Linked DNA regions of Hordeum vulgare: region 2 is linked to region 1. The links are chromatin contacts, called in public Hi-C maps. All regions are on one chromosome and are shown on one strand. Each heading gives the region's core, a stretch centred on a gene start, on an enhancer-like site or on the middle of the called end of the contact. The rest is flanking DNA. Distances are from core to core; before and after follow the strand shown. Region 1 holds the start of LOC123395806 (auxin-responsive protein IAA30-like). Region 2 holds the start of LOC123451922 (unconventional myosin-XVI-like).

The links. Hi-C and Micro-C count contacts between places; a contact is called where the count stands out from the background.
Region 2: a contact with region 1 is called in a Hi-C map of leaf, with 5 times the contacts expected there. The contact joins the promoter of LOC123451922 here to the promoter of LOC123395806 in region 1. A contact is called at or near these places in 4 of 6 Hi-C or Micro-C datasets (leaf and seedling) and 1 of 1 datasets of contacts at active chromatin or transcription factors (embryo).

Annotation. Positions count from the first base shown.
Region 1 is chr5H:44,639,486-44,646,840 of MorexV3_pseudomolecules_assembly, reverse strand. It overlaps LOC123395806 (auxin-responsive protein IAA30-like), which reads right to left and starts at 3,450. Exons shown (of 5, transcript XM_045090839.1): 1 at 2,925-3,450; 2 at 1,576-1,775; 3 at 582-714; 4 at 382-443; 5 at 1-270. The coding sequence starts at 3,250. The coding sequence ends at 233.
Region 2 is chr5H:45,195,701-45,203,055 of MorexV3_pseudomolecules_assembly, reverse strand. LOC123451922 (unconventional myosin-XVI-like) reads right to left here and starts at 3,308. Exons shown (of 3, transcript XM_045128479.1): 1 at 3,138-3,308; 2 at 2,512-2,747; 3 at 1,380-2,417. The coding sequence starts at 2,691. The coding sequence ends at 2,088.

The DNA.
Region 1 (7,355 bases), core at 2,201-4,700:
TGTGGCAGACAGGTACAGATACATCTCACATGTTCTTGGCTTCTTCTTTCTTATGTATATAACAAGATGAGACTTGGGACTGACTGACTGGAAAAGAGAAGATCACAACCCAAAATGACTTCACTGATCAGGAGATACAGACTTAGACTTAGGACAGAGAATATGATACAGGGATGAGCAAGCAAGGTTATAGGTATTTTGATTCTTGCATAACATTTAGTACATCCTCCCCTCAGCTCCTGTTCTTGCATTTCTCCATCGCCCTTGGTGCTGAAACAATTCAAAACAATGTCACAATCAAAACAAAAAGTCGGCCAAAACCTCTAGAAAGAAAAAAAACATTTCATCTGCTGATCTGAAACTTAAGAGAGATGTACTGACCAAGGCCAATAGCTTCTGATCCTTTCATTATCCGAAGGCGCTTGCATGACTCAACGAACATCCTGAAATTTTAGAAAAATGGAGCGTTACATCAGACCATCGCTCATCAAAGATTCAGGGTACCGCTCCAGATGTTTGAAATCAAATACGCAAATGGAGCATTATGCATATGGAGAATATATCAAGGATGCAGCGCTCACTCCCACGGGACGTCCCCGACGAGCATCCAGTCGCCGTCCTTGTCCTCGTACGTTGGAACGTACTCGGATCCGTTGAGCAGATCCATCAGCTTGCTCTCGTTCATGCCGTTCATCCCTTGAGTTCCACAGTTTCCTGAAATGTGACAACACGTACACTGGGATTAATATCCAATTCCAGAACACCAACTGTAATTTGGAAAATACATAGGTGCTTCTGTAGTTCAGAGCAGTTGTTACGGTCTAGTTAACAACGGGAAGTGCCGAATAAAGTTCCGTATCAAATCAACAGGCCGCAAATCTACAATCACCACAACAGAGAAAAACCAATAGTTGTTTGCTTATTCAAGGAACCAACTATTGGTTGCATCTTTTCTTTAAGATGCACGCTCCAGCATGCTGGATTATTGCTTACTGGGTATCAAGTTACAACGACTCATGCTAATCATGAACCAACCAAAGATAGCTAGCTGAGTGAGCAGATGCCATGCATGATAATGAGGTAGCTAGCTGTGTGTACGTACATATGGTAGAGAGACAAGGACATTATGCCACAGACAGGGAAGACACCTACCAAGGAATAGGATCGATGCAAATCATGCACCCCTGGCAAAACCACATGGTGACCACCACCACACATGCAAATGGAAGTGCAATCATGTATGCAAGTCATGCATGCATGTACTATATATAGCCAGTGACTTTATAAATATGTTATGATCTTCCTTGTGTATAAAAGTTCAGGAACACTACAGCTAGATAGATATAGAAAAATAAACTAGATAGACAGCAATCTTGTTATGAATAATTGGGACTAGGGTAGAAATATATATAAAGTGTAGGGTAGAAATATCGGTGTTCCAAACATGCCGAGTAGGGTAGAAATATATGCATACTATATCTTGGTGGCCTAGTTATAAACAGAAATGTTACGGCTGATCTAGCTAGTAGTATTATGGTAGAGATATGTAGTAGAGAAGATGCATGGCATGCATACCGATGGTGAAGGAGCTGAACATCTTCTCGAGGGCCTTGGAGAGGTCCTGGTAGGTCTTGTACATGCTGAGGTCCACCTTGCGCAGGTAAGGCGCGCCGTCCATGCTCACCTTGACGAACGCCGCAGCCGCCGGCGACGACTTCTCCGCCAGGATGTTCTTCCGGAACGACCGGACCGGAGGCCACCCCACCACCTGCGCCCTGGAGAAAATTAACCACACAAACGATTTGGTTAGTTTTAAAATGTTATGTTAAACTAACTAACATACATACATACATGCATGAGTTCTTTCATGATCCAAGAGGTGCAGATATATATAAATCCAGATCCATTTTGTTTCCGCTTCTCTTCAAATGAAAACTTCTGTGGTAACTCATGACATGCATGCAACCTTTGCCCTCTCGTTTTTGCTACCCACACATGGCACATATATGCACATACATCCCCACAGCACATTTTCAACTGTTTACTCAGCATGAACAAAAACTACAGCATTACATGTTGGTTACTTTTTACCTGCCTTTTTTCTTCATACTCCCACAATCTACTAAAGTGCTACAGAATATATATGGAATGCAATAAGCTCCAGCTTGATTTGTACAAGAGGGAGGGGATCAAGACAAGGGGGGCAGATAGATCTAGAACGCCGAGCCCAACAACAAGGGTGGGGCCATGCCATATCTCCATGTTCATGCCATGGCCGGGAGGGGCAGTATGGGCAATAACATTACAATCTTATTATCTTTCTCCATGCCATGCCATGCCATGCCATTGTGTAGGAGTAGTAGCGTGAGGACAGGATACGAGTGATATGGGGATGATGGCGACGAGTGGACAAAAAAAGTAAACCGTGCGTCCGCGAGGGGCAGGGCAGCAGTGCAGTGTGCGTGGGTTTCTTTTATCGTGTCGGCACTAGGCACTGTCCCCCACTGCCCCACACGTAACATGCTGCTGTCTCTCTGCCTGTGCTAGAAGTGCAGATGGACGGATGAATCTCTCCGTAGATCTCACCCATCCATCATCATCTCGTCTCTGTTTCTCGTCCATGATCGGTGCTCGATCTGAATGATGATCACCGGCCCGGCCTTGCCTTGACTGACCAACCGTGACTGAACATGCGTGGACTAGTAGTACAAGCTACTCGTAGATCAGTGATCCATGCCATCAACTACCCGTTAATCAAGATGTTTTTGATGGTGTTTTGTGTTTTGTTTTCTGAAGAAAGCTTGCGTTACGAAGAGAGCTTACGCGAAGAAGACGGGAGCTGAGCTGCATGCGTGAGCATGCAGAGCGGACTAGAGTCTAGAGGTGAGAGATGGAGATGGAGATGGGGATGGGGATGCACGTACTTGGGCGCGCGCGGCTTCTCGGCGGGGTCGGGGAGCGCGGCGGTGGTGACGACGCTGCTCTGGCTGGGCGACCTCTTCATCTTCCCCACGCAGGCGTCCGCCGCCGCCTTCTCGTGCTCCTCCTCCGCCGCCGCCGCGGCGACCACGGCCACGTCGGACCGGTCCTCCGCCGCCGGCGCCTCCTCGCCGGCCGGCTCCAGCTTCAGCTTCAGGTCGATGGTCTCGGCGAAGCCCCTCTTGCCGGAGGAGCTCCTGGCCTCCCCCTCGCCGCCGCCGGGCAGGCCGAGCCGCAGCTCGGTCGCCTCGAAGCCCAGGTCCGCCGCCATTGCTAGCTGCCTGGCTCAGCCCCTCCCTTCTGCTGCTGGGTTTGCTTCGGTTCCTTTCTCTGCGTTTCCCGGCGAGCTTTTGGGGTTCGGTTTGGCTGTTTTGAGAGGCGAGCGATGCAAATGCAGATGGAAATAGACAAAGAGGCAGAGGAGGGAGGGGGGCAGGCAGAAATAATAATGGCAGTGAGGGTGTTGGTGTGGCCGTGTAGAATAATAGGGCCATGATAATGCATGGCCAGCCTCTTTTGCGCCTTGCCCCTCTGCTAATATTTTTTACTTTTTTTTTTCTAGAGCTATATTCATTTGTTTAGGCGCCTACACTCGGTTTGCTAGTAATGAAATATTATATGCCAACTTATTTTATAATCTGACCAAACTATGTTTCGTGGCATGGTTAGAGGGACTGTAATATTTCTAGTCCATCAGAATTTAAGTCCTGATGTTCACATTTATTTCTGAATTTATTTCAGTATTTTCGACGATGTGCTTTCACTCAGAGGAGACGTCTTCGTCAAGGACGAGGTGCCTATGATGACTTCGTAAATCTCAAGAACATATGTCGGCTCAGTCTCTTAGAAGAGCTCATAAAGATAGGATTTGCATGTGTTTGTTCGTATGCGCATGTATATTAACACTTTATTGTGTTATTTTTTTACATAATTTGCGGTGAAGAATATATATAAACTAAGAAAATAGCTGATTAGACAAATAAGGTATAACACATACGAAAAAACTAATTAAAAATAACTAGATTACAAAAAAGGACTAGATTATCAATATCTACATCACACACCCGCCATAAGCACATCAATGAAACGGGACAAGTGTGGGAAGGGCAATATTTTTACGTTGGGCAAATGCAACGGCATCGTCGGCCCAAACCAGACATGAAAACTTCGTAAAGAAAACTTGAGATGAATCGCCCATGCCGTTACACGCCGGATGGGGGCCTGATGTGGAGATTGCCACCGTCCAAGACCATGCCTCGACACCATCTTCTTCGATGTCTGAGCCAGGTCGGTCCGGCACTGAAGATCATCACGCTGGATCACCAGCACCGCCATCAAGCGTGACCTCCCATAGATTGCACCATAATCGCTCATCTTCATCGCAAACCCACATCCACCGAACAACTTCTCCATAACAGGCGTAGCAACATCCTCGCGTCGTTGACGACACACCCTAGGGACGACAAAAGGAAGAGTATAGGTGGGGGTGGCAGCTAGGGTTTCACTTGCCCGCTTGACCCTCTCTCACGAAAAGTTTCATGGTTATCGCAACTTATTAGGTACATTTTTTTTTAACGAATTCCATGAATGAGCGAGGCCACATGGATTTAACTCGAGAGGGTTTTGAGGAGCAATGATACGCGAGGGCATAGGTTCGTAGAACGGGCTCTGCTTTCATGCTAAATTTTGGCCTGCAATATGTGGGCAAAATCAGAAAGTTGCTTTACCAGTCTCTAGAAAAGCATAATTTTTTTTAGCAAAATTTAAACGCGTTGAAAACAATTATCATCGACCGAAATCTTAACAAAGCAAAAGGCAAAGTAACAATTAAGCGCGTATTAGTGCAGCTCGGTTTGCTGGTCGACCACCGAAACGAAACCACGATAATAAAAGAAAAAGGAAAAAAAGAAGGCAGCGGGAAATAGGAAAAGGTGGGGTCACGTGGGGCTTTGGTGTTGCTAGGCTAGCTGGAGGCCAAGAGACCGCATGCGCTGTTGCGACCGTGACCCCCACGCGCGAGAATGACCGCCGGCCGGGACCACCACGCGCGATCGCTCGCCAGGGATGGTGGGTCCGCCTGTCGGGGCCGGTCCCACGTGCCTGCCACTCACCTTCATCGATGTTTTTTCTTTTTTTGCGGGGTTCTACTGTCTTTGTATGTATATAGATATCCTCTTTTCCTTTCCGTATGCTCCTCTCTCGCTCTTCATTCCGCCCGTAGCTGCGTCTGGCGCGGGGCATTTTTTGGCCTTTTTTTTTTTTATGACGGGATAAAGAAGGGTTTCTATTCAGAAAACAACGTAAACCGTAGCAGCAGGCAGGTCCATACAGAAGGAGGCGGGAAAAAAACCCTGACCCGCACAAAAGCAGTACAATTTGCCAACCATAAGATATTTGGTCCATTTGAGACCGTGACAAGTCACAAGCGTGACAACCTCATCACCAAAATCATCGACCTTGGAAGCTTGTCTCTCTGAGGTAATCGAGCTTGGCGAGTACGTGCAAGTGCTGCGCGTGCGACACGTCCGCTGATTTTCCGCTGGGAAAAAAAGAAACGCGGCACGGCAAAAAAGGGGGCGCGCACGAACCCGACGCAATCATGCGTAGCCCGTCTCACGGGCGGGTGGGGCCGGGGAACCGCTCGGGTAGACGGCGAGGGGTTCGCCATGTGAGCCTGCTGGGGTGTCTCCGCTCCCGCGCCGTCTGCTGCGGGCGCCCCCGTCTTTTTGCCCCGGGGAGGGAAGCGGGGCCGTGGGCCGCGCAACCGACGGCGCTCTCGCCGTTTGCCCGGCCCGTTTCCGTAGTAAGTGCGATTTGATTTAACTTTTTTTCTTTGTGCAATAGGTGGGTGCTCCTTGTTGATTTTTTTGCAAGCAAGAGGAAGGTGAGTGAGAACTCCTACTAGCTTAGGCTTAGAGCAGGGCCAAACTTAGGTTGGCACGCATGCATCGGTCAGCTGATGGGTCACCGATCACCAGCCATGCATGCATGTAATCCGGCCATCAATGGCCAATGGGGGATGGGGCACGCACCACACGTGTGGGTTCGATGTGATGCTTCTAAATCACACACCATTAATTCTCCCTCCATGAGTCTGCGCAAAAAAATAAATAAAAAAAATCTCCCTCCATGAGAACGTAAGAGTGGCCATGACCACTTAACTAATTAACCATATCGACTATAGTAGTAGTAGCTACTCCTACCTAGCCAGCTGCTCAGAGATAACGACACAATATGTTGGAGACAAATCAGAGCCAAGTGATTTAACTTTAATTAACCAACTACGGTACACAGGTAAACGTTTTCGTTTTCGACATGCACCAACCAATCAAACCACGTGGCACGCAGCGCGGTCAGAACTAGCCTAGATAGTGTGGTATGCATGTTTTGTTCGTTCGGGGTTTACTGTTACGTGCGTTGTTAAATTATAAGCAGCTGCTACGTACAGTGCTCCACTGTATTAGCCAGCTGGATTTGGATGCTCTCGCTTGAATGGGCTACAGTGATGCTGGCTAGCTTCCCATGTCGTGTGCCATACTCAAACGTACGTACGCCCCGTCTAACGTCTTGCATGTCTATCTTGTGGCCCAATTAATTCCAACAATAATGTGCCTCTCTCTCCCTCGCTAGGTACTACATCTTGTTCATGTGTTTAACCAATAATTCCAACAGTTGAACTGCGCCATTGGTCCGTTGCGGTTGATCTTGGCATACAACAGCACACCATTGGGATGACAATAGTTTCGGTATGGCAACAAAACTATGTGATCCACGTGACATCGAATTAATGCATTTGGAGTCATATTTAGAAGCACTTACTTACTAGTTATGACTATGATTATATACCATATACATATATTTTCAAATTTCTTTTGCAAAGACATAAACCGCATTAACAAAGTAAACACATACACACAAAAGTAATTGCCAATGAAGTCACTCTCTAAACGGACAAATCAATAAAAAAAAAGCTCCAACGAAAGAGACACATGCATCAAATCACAAAAAAAACCCGTAATTAGGTCAATAATAACGGGGCACCAATCAGTTGATCAATAATAATTAAGCTATGTTCAAATTTCAGAGTTACTTGGCATGCTGCACACCTATCTTTTAATATAACCCACATTAGGAGTATATCTTATATATTTGGACTATGGTTACGAGGATGAATATATCGCTCTGGTCCTTGATACTTCTACGCGTGGCAGTGGTTTTCTTCTCCATATGGTTATATCACAACGATATCTTTTTAACATGAAAATTTCTGTCTTGTATGGAGGCGCCGAGTTTGGTGCTAGGAAGTTAGAGCGGATTACCAACTAATTTATTGCCTGATTTGGATGATGTGCATATTAAAAATAACAATCAATGAT
Region 2 (7,355 bases), core at 2,059-4,558, 560 kb before region 1:
TATCTTATTCCTATGAAGGAATTCTTCAAAGGAAAATAGACATTGGTTTAGACTCAATGAAAAAAATAAAATCCTATGATGTGAATCAAGGAACATCTTTTTTTCATTCTTACTCATTGAATTTGAGATACATGTCATCTCATTTTCCCTGACATCTCTATTCCTATAATTTCTCAACCGTCTAAATCAAAGGAGGACTGATACAGATGTGTGGGTAGCAGTCCTTTTCCTTTGCTCCCGCATTGGAGCTTGCCAGTTGGACGGCTGAACGGTCATCATGCATTTTCAAAGCAAAAACAATCTTGTTTTGTTGAAAAGGAGAGACCAGCACTGACGGGTGGGGTCGACATGTGCTTTTAGGTTAGTTCTTGCTCCACTGATTGTGCTCCAATTCCAGCCGAAAGTGTGAGGTTGACAACCAATTTGACAAAACTACTAGGGCGCAAAATGTAGCTATCAAGAGTCGGGATCTTATGCTGTGTCCTACTTTAAACATGGCGAGGAAAAATCAGACTAGCAGTAACTGGGAAGAGTAAACAGACAGAAAAAAGTTCAAAAATATACGTGTCAATGAGTTTTCATCTCCTTTAATTTTTGTATTTGAGTAATGGTGAGGCATAAACAAAATTTCCCAAGCATCTTGACGGTCTACTATATATTCTCCCTTTTGAAAAGACATGGCCTGAGATCCAAACAAAGATTACTTTATTTCCAGTGAAACCCTACGTTTGAATCTGTCCTCAAGCGCACTCAAGTTGCCATGCCCGTTGCTCGCATCCATCCATCCCCCTGTCTCCTTTTCCTTCTCGGCTTCACGCCTTTTGAGGTGAGATCATCACTGCATCTACGTCTCACCTTGTGGCAGGCACAAGACGCCACAAAGCATGTGGGTTTTGACTCGCAGCAGGTGGTAAAGATAACAACGTGTGCTGCTTTTTTCCTTCCTGTATTTTACTGGTGGTAAATAGTACAGCTTGTTCACCGTTGGAGCAGGCAGAGCATCTGCGTCAACAATTTGGTGGATTGATTGACTGACACAATAAATCCAGTGGATTCAAACTCAAAAGATTCAGTGGTAGTACATCTACATCTCAAAGAAAAGGACATATGGGTAGAAGGCCAAAAAGACATTGTGTATTTTATTTTCGGCCCTTCAAATCCACATGAGCCAGGTTGAGATTATCAGCCTCTCAGGCAGGCTCTTCAGCATGAGTCATTGGCTAGTCACCATCCTTATCGCCTACGTGTTGCTTGGGCACATGGAAACCATGTGTTGTGATGGGGGCTACACATACAATTCAACCAACCAACCACCAAGAGATTGAGAGGTGAGAAAAAAATCCAAAAATGAAAGGTACCACAAGGGCTGGCGATAATCATGGCGTGAGATATTACACATATTGCTTCAATGAAACGATATATTACATATACAGAGAAAACGATACATCATTCATTCATGCCTCTCACACAACTCACTCATTGACTTGACTTAAAACCTAGCTGCTCTCTCTTCACTTCTCTTCTCTTCTTGTGGCCACTCTTTTGTACACATCTCCATGGCCTTTGCTTGGCCATGGATTTCTTGGTTGCATGGACAAAAACAATTCCATCATAAACCAAAAATAAGCATGATGACAGATGAACTAGGACAGGTACCTAACTAATTCCCAACCCCTCCCTCCAACCTAATTGAATTGACTAATCCACAAGGAAGGCAAAGGGACTCATGAAAAAATTGATTCATACAAGAGGGCTAAACTTTTGTGTTTCTTGTGCCCTCTGTGTCCCTCATCCAACCCTCTAGATTTCTACCCCATCCCCCCAAACTAGAGCTCCCAAATTTACAAGAAGGGCACCTGCATCTGAACCTGAAATTTATTTACATACAAAAAGATTTGTGGTAAAATTACCTAGACTCATTATACTTATGGGATTTGATTGATGGATTATATAGTTTTTAGGGGTTAAATTTCGGACTTAAGCTTGCTCCTCTCACTCATCTCCTCACTCTCATCTCTCTCCCTCCAAAGCTTTTTGCCACTACCGAGGGGAGAAGATTTCCTGGTTATTCGATGTTGTATGTGCATCTAGACCATGGCGGCGATGCCATGGCCACGGCCGCTACGGCCGCCGTCGAGGCAGTCAAAACCCTCAACGCGGACGGCTGGCTGGAACACGCGAGCGCACCCTGCTGCGGAACGGGGCGACATCGGCGGTCCCGCCGGGCGTGGGGTAGGACGGACCACCACCGGCGCTGGGGTGGCTGGCGACATCACCGGCCACCACGGCAGGGGACTGGACGGACAGTCCATGCCGAACCGGCTGTCGTGCACCACCGGGTTCGAGGCCCGCCGCGGAGGCGAGCCGCAGAACAGAGGCGGCTGCGGGGACGCCGCCGAAAGATTGCTCTCGTCGCCCTGCAAAAGCCGGAGCAGAAACATCAGCGACCCGTTGGAAGAAAGCCACGCGAAAAACTCATGGATCTTGGGCCGAGGCAGAGAAAGAACTCACCTTTGACAGGAGTAGGTCGAGCAGATCCATGCCGGCGCCCGCGTCGGAGTTGCTGCTCTGGTGGCACCGGAGGGGTGCGACCGGGCGGCGCGGCTTGGGGCAGAAGAGTGGGCTCTTCGCGTCGGTGGCGGCGGCGGCGGCGACCGGGACGGGGCTCTTCATGGCGGCGAAGTGGCTCATGGTTTCTTTTTTTGCTTTTTTGGGTTAGTTGATTAGATCCGGAAAATTTACAAACCCTGCAAGAACAAGAACAACAGCCAAAGAAACTGCTCAGTTCCAAGTTGAATCTTCACAACAAAATTTGCATGAAACGAGACACGCAGAAAAACTGCTAACAAATCTGATACCACTAGTATCTTTTTGCCACCCACAGAGAAAGAAATCAAAATGAACCGGAACTTTCCACAAGATTTGTCACAGATGAACAAATCCCCTCGGTTTTCCCCTCTCTTTTTTGCAAGAACATGTGGTGGTTTCCCAGGATCTGTAAAAAAATCTATCAAGAAAACAAAAAAGGAACGAACCTCACCTCTACCCCAGACTACACACCACGGATCCCCAACAGAAGATGAGAAACAATCGAGAGAGAGAGAGAGGTAAATAGAGAGATGAAGGTTGATGTTCACCTGAAGCTTCGCCTCTGGATTTCTCTCCTTGGATACAGGGAGAGAGAAAGGAGGAGAGCCAAAACTATTGTTACTCCTACCAAGAAAGAAAAATAAAACAAAAGAAGAAAATCTCAAGATTATGAGAGGAGCGGGATGGGCGTGCCGATGGGAGGAAGGAAAGGGAAGGAGGGGATGGGAGGCCTTAAATAGCCAGCGAATGGGGAACCACACGGGGACAGCTTACCCGTAGCAAGTGGCAAATATTGTTTTTCTTTTTCCTTCTTCTTTTCTTTGATACTCCATATAAAGAAGGGAATCCTTGATGGTAGAAAAAATGGGGAGATATTTATTAATAATTGCATGTGGGAGGCAGGTTGAGCAAAAGCTGGTAGGGGGCGAGAGGAGGAAATAATTTTGGCCTGCACGGCAAAACTGCTGCCATAATTGAAGCATTAAAAAAGATGGGACCTTTTTCTTCCTGGATTGGTCATGGAGGCCACCTTTTCTTTCAGTTTATTTTTTTTTTGTTTATGTATAAAGGGGCTGGTTTTCGTGTTTCTTTGAATGATTTGGGCTGTACTCCACTCCACCACCCCTCGTTTACTTGTGTACTTGCTCTTGAATTCTAAGCTGTCTCCCAATTATCTTGAAATAATTTGAATCCGTGTAAACAGGGCTCCTCTGCAGTGGTCTTATCTTTGTAGCGTAGTACTGCCATCTTGGATCTAAAATGATGACACCGTAGCAATCCTCGTCATATGGGGTGTGCTTACAAGAGAAATGTGCCTACGCTTGTGTGTTTGATTGAAATAGACATAAATCTCAATCCAATGGGTCGATACAAATCGATGAGCGTCTGTTTTTTTGTTCGTAATTGGATCTAAATTTGGATCGGTTTCCGTCCGCGCGGATATGGAGAGGACGCTCGCGACACCCATCCTTACCTCCCTCGTCCGTCAATCGGTGGCACAACAGCCATTTCTTTCCTTTTCCATCGCTAGCCATTACACCCCACCCACCCTCCCTCCCCACCGTCGGCCAGTCCTGACGTCCAACTGCTGCCCGTGCCCCCGAGCGTCGTTGCCAACGTTGTTGGGCGGTTTTTGCCGTAGTTCTTGCCGGTGCTGGTGGCCGGCTTTCGCCGCCACCAAAGCACCCCAACGTCCATGACACCATCTCGCCTCTGCCATCATGAGCAAAGTTCCAAGCACGGCCACCTCGCTCCCTCGTCGTTTCCAAGATTGCCTCCATACTCGTAGGCCTGCTGCGTGATCTCATGAGGCACGGGTTCATCGACCAACTTCTTCGCCCACGCCCGCACGGTGTTTGATGTTTTGCCCGCGAAGTACAAATGGATAGTGGCGATAAGTACTATTTGAACAATTTCATTTTGTGATTCGGATGATTCGGCGGACGACAATGAGGAGATTGTGGTTGTTACTTTGGTCGTCATGACCATATTAGTAGGCAGTGGACGATATTTAGGGGCTCGATCCTGGGGCATACTCATGCATTGAATTGTAACAGAGAGAGTGGCCATTGCCTACTCTAGAAGGACTACTTCGAGTCCGATGACCCACTCTTCAAACACGAGATATTCTGGCACCGTTTCCAGATGGCTAGGCATGTGTTCAATTCTATGTGAGAGGGGGGGGGGGTGGCGTACGATAAGTATTTCAAGTGCAAGGAGGATGCCCTCAGAAAGTTTGGCTTATCCTCTTATCACAATTTTTAGGATCCGAAGTATGCATAGAGGGGGTGATTAGATTACTTGACCAACTAAAAACTTAGCCTTTTCTCAATTTTAGTTGTGGGCCAGTTTTACCAAATGTGACTAGTCAAGTTCACCCTACATATGTATATCTAAGAGTGTAGCATCGGAATGTAAAGACATGCAAATGTAATGTAGAGGGTAGGGGAGAAAGGTCAAACACAAAGGTTGACACGACGATTTTTGACGTGGTTCCGATAGATGGTCCTATCGTACGTCCACGTTAGTGGAGACTTCAACCCACGCATGATAACGGCTGCGAGAGTCGACGGAGGGCTCCACCCACAAGGGGTCCATGAAGAACCGGCCTTTTCTATTCCACCATCGCTTACGTCCACACATGACTAACCTGACTCATGGCCTCACGAAGTAGGCGATCTCCTTTCTCGTACAAACTTCTTTGTTCAACTCCACAACATGAAGTAGGAGGCTCCCAAGCAACACCTAACCAATCTAGGAGGCACCACCCTCCAAAAGGTAATAGATGTCGTAGAATGATACGTCCATTTTGCATCATGCTTTCATGTTGATATTTATCACTTCTTGGGCTGTTATTTCACTTCACGGCACAATACTTATGCCTTTTCTCTCTTATTTTGCAAGGTTTACATGAAGAGGGAGAATGCCGGCAGCTGGAATTCTAGCCTGAAAAAGGAGAAAGTTTGAGATGCCTATTCTGCGCGACTCCAAAAGCTATGAAAATCAACGTGGATTTTTTTGGGAATATAAAAAAATACTGGGCCGAAGAAGTGCCAAAGGGGCGCCAGCAGGTGGCCACAAGCCTGCTAGGCGCGGCCACCCCCTGGCCACGCCTAGGGGGCTTGTGGGCTCCCTGTTGGCCCACTGCCCCCCTCTTCTGCTATATGAAGGGTTTCGTTCCGAAAAAATTCAGGAGGAGGCTTTTCGGAGGATTCGCCGCCGCCACGAGGCGGAACTTGAGCAGAACCAATCTAGAGCTCCGGCATGACGATCCTGTCGGGGAAACTTCCCTCCCGGAGGGGGAAATCGTCGCCATCATCATCACCACCACTCCTCTCATCGGAGGGGACTCATCACCATCAACATATTCATCAGCACCATCTCATCTCCAAACCCTAGTTCATCACTTGTAACCAATCTCCGTCTCACGACTCCGATTGGTACTTGTAAGGTTGCTAGTAGTGTTAATTACTCTTTGTAGTTGATGCTAGTTGGATTACTTGGTGGAAGAGTTTATGTTCAGATCCTTTATGCTACTCATTACATCTATGGTCATGAATATGATTATGCTTTGTGAGTAGTTACTTTTGTTCCTCGGGACATGGGATAAGTCATGCTATAAGTAGTCATGTGAATTTGGTATTCATTCGATATTTTGATGTGTTGTATGTTGTTTTTCCTCTAGTGATGTTATGTGAACGTCGACTACATAACACTTCACCATTATTTGGGCCTAGAGGAAGGCATTGGGAAGTAGTAAGTAGATGATGGGTTGCTAGAGTGACAGAAGCTTAAACCCTAGTTTATGTGTTGCTTTGTAAGGGGCTGATTTGGATCCACTAGTTTAATGCTATGGTTAGAATTTGTATTAATTCTTCTTTCGTAGTTGCGGATGCTTGCAAGAGGGGTTAATCATAAGTGGGATGCTTGTCCAAGTAAGGGCAGTACTGAAGCACCGGTCCACCCACATATCGAACTATCAAAGTAACGAACGTGATTCATATGAACATGATGAAAACTAGCATGACAGAAATTCCCGTGTGTCCTCGGGAGTGTTTTTCCTCCTATAAGAGTTTGTCCAGGCTTGTCCCTTGCTACAAAAGGGATTGGGCCACTTTGCTGCACCGTTGTTACTTTTGTTACTTGTTGCTTGCTATGAATCATCTCACCACACAACCACTTGTTACTGATAATTTCAGTGCGTGCAGATATTACCTTGCTGAAAACCACTTGTCAGATCCTTATGCTCCTCGTTGGGTTCGACACTCTTACTTATTGAAAGTACTATGATAGATCCCCTATACTTGTGGGTCATCAAGACTCTTTTCTGGCGCCGTTGCCGAGGAGTGAAGCGCCTTTGGTAAGTAGAACTTGGTAAGGAAACGTTCATATAGTGTGCTGAAATTTATTGTCACTTGTCACTATGGAAACTAATCCTTTGAGGGGCTTGTTTGGGGTATCTTCACCTCGAACGGAAGCACAAATAGTTGTTCCTCAATCTGCTGCACCTAATGAAATTTTTTGCTTTGAATTTCCTTCGGGTATGCTTGAGAAACTGTTGGCTAATCCTTTTACAGGAGATGGAACATCACATCCAGACTTGCATCTAATCTATGTAGATGAAGTTTGTGGTTTATTTAAGCTTGCAGGTTTGCCCGAGGATGAGGTAAACAAGAAGGTCTTTCCCTTATCTTTGAGGGATAAGGCGTTGACATGGTATAGGCTATGTGATGATACTCGATCATGGAACTACAATCGGTTGAAAT